2 separate regions of the Macaca mulatta genome follow, and region 2 is linked to region 1. Evidence: chromatin contacts called from public Hi-C data. All regions are on one chromosome and are shown on one strand. Each heading gives the region's core, a stretch centred on a gene start, on an enhancer-like site or on the middle of the called end of the contact. The rest is flanking DNA. Distances are from core to core; before and after follow the strand shown.

The links. A called contact is a pair of places that touch in the nucleus more often than the background predicts.
Region 2: a contact with region 1 is called in a Hi-C map of fetal cortex germinal zone, with 4 times the contacts expected there. The contact joins the promoter of USPL1 here to the promoter of HMGB1 in region 1. A contact is called at or near these places in 7 of 14 Hi-C or Micro-C datasets (CD4 T cells, blood, cortical neurons and 4 more).

The regions. Positions count from the first base shown.
Region 1 is chr17:10,323,956-10,327,383 of T2T-MMU8v2.0, forward strand. It overlaps HMGB1 (high mobility group box 1), which reads right to left and starts at 1,847. Exons shown (of 5, transcript NM_001265806.1): 1 at 1,721-1,847.
Region 2 is chr17:10,473,146-10,476,573 of T2T-MMU8v2.0, forward strand. It overlaps USPL1 (ubiquitin specific peptidase like 1), which reads left to right and starts at 1,676. Exons shown (of 11, transcript XR_013407854.1): 1 at 1,676-1,812. It also overlaps a transcript of HMGB1 not described here.

The DNA of each region.
Region 1 (3,428 bases), core at 597-3,096:
TGCACTACTAGGTAGGGAACAAACAAGGGCCTAAGCGAGTCGACTCTTCCTAATTATGGACCTTTAAACAAAAAATCACCGTGCACCGAAAGTTTTCAAAAACACCCTCTTTGCATAAAACTTTGCTCCGAAGAGGGAGCTGCAGCCAGCTCCGGTGCTCGGAACCCGGCTGGAGGGTGGCGGTGCCACCGCGAGGCAGCCTCGTTTCCTATCGGTTTGGCCCTGAGATGTATTTCTGTTCTGACTAAACACGTCCGGTCTGAAGTTTCTCCGAGTAAACAAGGATGAGGGACAAAAGCCACTCCTGCTCGTGGCTCGGTGGCCCCCTCCCCCAACTCGGGGAGTATTTTTTGGAGCCGTGAAAGTTGGGGTGCCTCCCGCGCGGGGCGAGCCCCCCGCCCCCAGAACTTCACCGGTGGCCGCGCGGCCGACGCGGCCCGGCTCCCAGGCCCGAGGCCGCCACGTGCACCCGGCAGGCCCCGCAGGCCCGCGCCGCCGCCGCCCCCATTTTGTCAGGCTCCGCGCAGGGAGAAGCCCCGCTCGAAATGGGGGCTGGCTCCGCCCGCGGCCGCCGGGGCCGGCGCGCACGGAATGGCCGCTGCGCGTCTTCCCCGCCTGCGCCGCCGCCGCCGCCGCCGCGAGGGCGAGCGCGAGCGAGAATATGGCTCCTTCCCTTTGTGTGTGTGTGTGTGTGTGTGTGTGTGAGTGTGTGTGAGTGTGAGTGCGAGGGTGCGGGCGCGGCGGCGGCGGCGGGCGGGGTGCGCGCCGCGCTCTGGCGCACACACTCGGCCATTACGGCCGGGGGAGGGGGGGGGGGCGCGCGGCCGGGCCCTCCCCTCCGCGCCGCTCCCCTCCCCCCGCCGCGGTGGGGGCCGCCCGAGGGCCCACCCGCCCGCCACTCCCCGTCTCCCTCCGCGCGGGCCGCGCGCCCCGCCGCCCCCGCACGGGGAACGCGGGGCTGTGAAAAGAGAGAGGAAAAAAAAAGTTGCCTCGGAACTGCTGCGCCCAGCTCCCCCGCCCGCCCGCCTTGTTTTCTCTCCAGCCAGCAGCGCCGGGCCCGAGTCAGCCATGTTCCAGCGAGCGCAGCGGCGCCGCTCCCCCCGCCGCCCGGCCGCCGCCGCCGCCGCGCCCGGGCCGAGGCCGGCCGGGCCCGCACTGCCGCCCCCGGGCCCCCGCGCCGCCCTCGCCCGCCGCGGCGCCCCGCCCGCCCCGCCGCCCGCCCGACCGGCCGCGCTCCCCGCTGGCGCCTGGCTCGCTGCGGCGACGGCCAATGCAGCCCGGGGAAGCGCCGCCGCTGCCCTCCCGCCGCCGAGCCGCGCCGGCCCCGCCGCCCCGGCCGCGCTCCGCGCACGCCGCCCGCCCGAACGCCCGGCCCGAGGGCCCAAAACACGTTCAAAAATTTTTTAATTAAAAAAAAATTTTTTTTTTTTTTTTTTTTTTTTTTGCGCCAGTCAGCGCGGACGCCGCCGGGGGTGGAAACTCGCGGGGCGCGGGGCTCCCGGCGCCTCAGGCTGCCTGAGGGCCGGGGCTCCGGCGCGGGGCAGCGTTCCCGGCGCCCGGGCAGAGGCTCGCTCCGTGCGCAGTTCCCCCCACGGTCCCCCCTCATTTGCCTTTGTGTGGATCCTGACCCGCCGGCTCCCGGCCGCGGGGATCCGGCCGTCGCGCGGGCTGGGGAGCTGCCGGAGGCGCTCTCCCCGCCGCGGCGCTGCCCCAGACTCACCCTCAGCGAGGCACAGAGTCGCCCAGTGCCCGTCCGGCTCTCACTTGCCCCGGCGCTGTCTCTATGGAGCTCAATGTACTGCAATGGCTGTGAGAGCGGGAGCCAGACGCAGCCTCCTCACTCTCTCCGCTCTGTAACATTACTCTCCAGCCAGCGCGGCTCCTATTGGCTACCGCCAACTCACGGGGCTCGCTCATTGGCCCGATACCTCCCATTGTCCTGACCAGAGCCCGTTTGCTATTGGCTGTCTCCGGGGACACGTCATCAAGGATTGAAACAGCGCGCAAATCTGAATGTGTGTGTATGCCGGGCAAAGAGGCTGAGGCGGGAGAGGCAGAGGCAGAGGCAGCAGCTGCTACGGGAAAGCAGAGCTCTATGGTGTATGTGTGCATGTGTCTAACCCAAGCCAGCCCCACACCGGAGCGGCCGCCGGAGCGAAAAGGGCCTGACTTTTCCACAAGTGTCTCCAACTCCTCAGGCAAAAGAGACACCCACAGGTCTCCCCCCCCCTCTTGCCCCACATTCACGCCCAAAGCCGTTGAGATAAGAGGCCCCAGGCTTTTAATGGCCCTTAAAAAGTGAGGGGGACACTATGGGGTCATGTCCCCTGAAAACGGGGGTCTCTGCTGGTGCCGAGGGGCGGAAGCCGCCGAGCCTCTAGCCCCTCAAAGGTCTCTGATTGCGTTACACTTGAGGTCTCTGGAAAGGCAGGGCTTCTGTAAGAAAGTGACATGATCCAACCAGCCGGGTTTAAAATGCCCCTTTTCTGGGCTCATAAGCCGTCACGTCAGGCTCGCTGAGCAGCTGAAATCTTGAGTCACTGAGCAGGCATTCAGTTTCACCCTTTTTCTTGGTTTGATCGAGTTTCACAGCATGTCTAGAACTTTTTATTTAAATACAAAGCACTGTCTTAACTTCCTGGAAATCAAATAATTATTCCATGTAATTAAAGAACAGCCACTTCGTTTTGATATGGGGTACTCTAGCAGGAAATGTTTGTGAGGCCCTGGTAGAATTAGCAAATTCATTAGAGACCACATTCTAAACTGTTTGGCTGTTTTATTTGGCTTGGTGTGGATTACTGTTATAATCAAACGAATCCTTGTGATGCTATCTTTCCCTCCCATCACACCACTTAGTGCATCCATGTAACCGCTCTAGGATTACTGGAGTTGTAGGTATACGGTTACCCGAAGGATTAGATGCAGGCAGAGAGTGCATGTGCCCAAATCCACAGGCTATGGTTTCTCTAACTCACCAAGCTGACTGGTATTAATAGACATACTTACGTCTGTAGAGAAAATGTGCGGGCTGTAGTGCCCAGTTCTGAAGACTCTACAGTTATATCAGTCCTTTATGAAACTACTATCTATTCCTTTTAGCCTGAGCAGACCACGCCCCTATTCGGTTATAACAGACTTCCCTTTTTTTCACTCTCTAATGGTATTTTGTGCACTTCTAAATCCAACAGCCAATTCCTCCAAATGTAACAGATCAAAGTTGGAATAAATCACCTACGTCGTGTTAATTTGATTTTCTGTATTGCTTATAAGCATCCCTAACCTAATTTATTTCCTCAAATGTATTAAACTACTTAAGAGTAAGCTTAGATAACCTTTCCTGTTTTAATGTTGATTTCTTTTTTAAAAGAAAATATACTATTGGTCTCAGGGATTATAGTCTCAGTGAATGGACAATATATCACACA
Region 2 (3,428 bases), core at 426-2,925, 150 kb after region 1:
TTTACAACTCAAGCCCCACCTCCATTTTGTTTCTGTTACTAATTATTTTTCTGAAAAAGTATCAAATTTACACTAAAAGACTAAAATTCAACTTTGCAGACAACAATGTTTTAAAAAATATAATTCAGTTTGGTGATGTTATTTTGCAGTCTTACAATTTCAGCTATATTTTAACTGAACCAATTGTTTTGTTCAATTTATGAGTTAACACTCAGCTAGTCTGTTTTTTACAAATAGTGTATTCCATTCTAAAAATGGAAGTAGCAGTGGTGAGCAAGAAAACAACCCTCTGAGTTTTGGCTATTCAGGAGGAAGTACTACTTTCTCCAATTTTAATCACAATTCATAAAAACCTAACTAGCTAGATCTTAAATATACAAATACATTAATAATCTAGTAAAGCAACAGAAAAAGGTAAACTAACCAGCCTATTTTTGTCTGGAGAAACCCCAACAAACTCTGCTGGATTCCTTGGCCATTTGCATTCAGAAGTACCAAAAACTAAAATCCTTCTTACTAAATAATTTATTCTACACGAGACTTGTTTCCTCCATACCACCCTACCCAAATTATCAGCATTATTCCAGAATATAATCATTTAGTTTGAGACGACTAAAAAACCCCACACTCCAAAATACCAATTGTGGTTAGTCTGTAAAGAAATGGTCTGAAACTACAAAATGTTATCCTAGGACACATAACCAATCGACCAAAAGGACTTCTGGAATATGCTGCCCCCAAGATTTAGAATGCACAGGCAGAAATAGCATACGCGGTCACGATGTCCCTTAAGCCACATGACCTTCCTACGAAAGCAGAGGCTTAAACTTATCAAATGAGAATTCCCCCTTTCTCTGAAGTTAAAACAAGGCAGGGCAGCTGGAATTAGTGCAGCAGGGACAGAACGGCTGCTGACTAGTCAGAACGGGTCGTGGAATGCAAAGTCCCTGTGCTTTCGCTGCTCCCCTTACCGTGAGAAGATCTGGGAGGGAGGAAAGGAGGAGAAACACCCCAGAATCCTGGTAGAAAAGCCCCTGGCCTCGAAGATGGGCTCTAGGGAGACAGGGAGGGGCAGCTCCGTGTGTGATGACCCTTTGTGAACATGCACTCTGTGGCAGCTTCGGCTCCACCGAGGCTTTGGGAGAGCGGACTACGGATGCCCAGCGCGACCCAGCTGTGAAGGCCACGCCGGCGGAGAGGCTCCATGGCACCTCCGCCGGCTTCGGGAGCCCTTCCCTCTCCCACCTCCGCGGGTCACCCCAGGGCCCAGCGGCTCCCGATCACGCTCGCGCGGACCACGGAACAGCGACGCAGAAGCCGGTCTCTTTCCTCAGCGTAATCCCTCCGCAGCAGGCCGCGCACTAGTTTTAATCACGCCCCACCCCCTGGCCGCTGGCGCCACCTCCGCCACTCGGGCGCTTTCCAGCAGCTTCCAGAAACGTCGCCTCCCCAAACCCAGCCACTCACACATGGCGGGCTCAGCAACCACCGGCCCCGCCCCTGCTCGTCGCCGCAGTCGCAACTGCGTCTGCGGCCACAGGGCGGACAGCCACGCCTCTGCGGAGCGCGACCGGAAGTGCTCACGTCTTCACCTTCCCCGCCGCGCCTCCGTTCTTTCAGGCCCTGCGTGCAGCAGGAAGGAGGACTCTTTTGCCGCGGACTGAAGCCGGAAGCCGCCTTCCTAGTGGAAACGCGAGTGGGGGAGGAGCAGTCCGCGGGGAACGTGGGTTGAACGTTGCAACTAGGGTGGAAATCAAGCTGGAACAGGAGTTCCGATCGACCCGGTACCAAGAAGGGGAGTGCCCGCGGCAGGTAACGGAGAAGAGGGAGGGGTTTCTTTCCGCTCTCGAAATTGGGAAAAGAGACAGAGCTGTGATGACCTATGGGGTAGTCGGCGCGCTGAAAGGATGGGCTAGGCTGGGACGGGGTTCAAGTGGGAAAGATTGATGATTAAGGTATAGAGTTGGACTTACAGATCCGTTTGGGCTCAGAGAGGTGAACGCTGAAGAGAAACCAGAGTTTGTTTTCGTTTTCCAAGGAGCGTGGAGTTGGGCAGGGTTAACGGACCCTGCGCCTCTTGGGGCTTCTTAGGTTGGGTGTTGAAACTTCCCTCCTTTGGTCCTGTTCGTCTCTGATTCAAAATAGTTGGGTTTGGTACCAGACAGAGCTGGGTGCAGAAAGCCGACCCTGTTCTTCGGCTTCCAGGTGGGTTGTGGCCTCGCTCTTGACGGTTCACGTGCCGAGCCTACTCGCTCTCGGAAGGCAAGCTCAAATGGGTGGGTATAAGGCCCCCTCTTCGAACAGCTGTTTCCCTGGGTTTCTCCATTTTGCACACAGGAGTGTGAATTAAGTTTAATTGCATACTTGTTACGATTCCCAGGGCCAGCTTGACACGTTCATTGTGCTATATAACTGGGTTCATGCTTGGCTAATAATTCACATTAAGGCTTCTGGAGTATAAGTGGCCCACAGAAGTATGAAAAGTGGATATTAGAAGAAAGATGCTGGGGGTGAAGTAGAGCTGAGGAAAATAGAACTGGAAAGCTGGGTTGTTTTCACAGTACAGTGAGCTTTAGGTCATAGTACTACCTCTAGGTTATATTGGGCTGTTTTGACGGACTTTGCTGTAATCAGGCTGGAGTAAATAGAGAATTTTAAGCTAAGCATTGACAGGCTTAGACTTACCTTACAGGGACATCATTTTGACAGTGATATGGAAGGGAAAGAGGTAGAGATTTGAGACCTTTCCACAGAACTGTCCACAGAATTTGGTGACTTACTGTGAGGGAAATAAGGAATAGGGAACAACTCAGACTTTCTAGCCTGTGTGTTTCGAAGGATGGAGACGCCCACATTTAAGTGAGATATGGGAAGGAGGAGCAGATTGTTTTTGAAGGGAAGAAGAGCAGCTACTTAGGGTCAAATTAAGTTGTAAAATCCACCCCAGGATTTTGTATTTAAGTCGAAGTGAATTGTATTTGGAAGAAGACCTGGGGAGCTCACCTCTGGTATTTTTTTTATGTCCCCCATATGGACAAATAAACCTCTGGTAGTAAATGAATTGTCTTTTGGGGAATTCTATATATTCAGGATTTCAACCACCAGCCTGTCTTTTTCCTGCTGAAATGTTGGGTGACGGAATCAGGAGAGCAGTTTGGAGGCCCTTTATATTTTATAATTGAGAGAGACAAAGAGAAAACCGTTTGATTTGAAAAAGTTTTCTAGGTTCCCTCAGGTAGTTGGAAATTTTCATCAAAAACAGTTTATTCAAGGTACATAGCCTACTAGTTTCCTATTTGAGAGTACCGCAGAATGATACAACGTGTACTGCTTCTCTACGCAGAATGAAGTATCAAATTAGCACCAAATAGTAGCTTTGTCAGGTGCTAAACTTTTTACATCTTTATCTCATTTAATTCTTAGAAGAA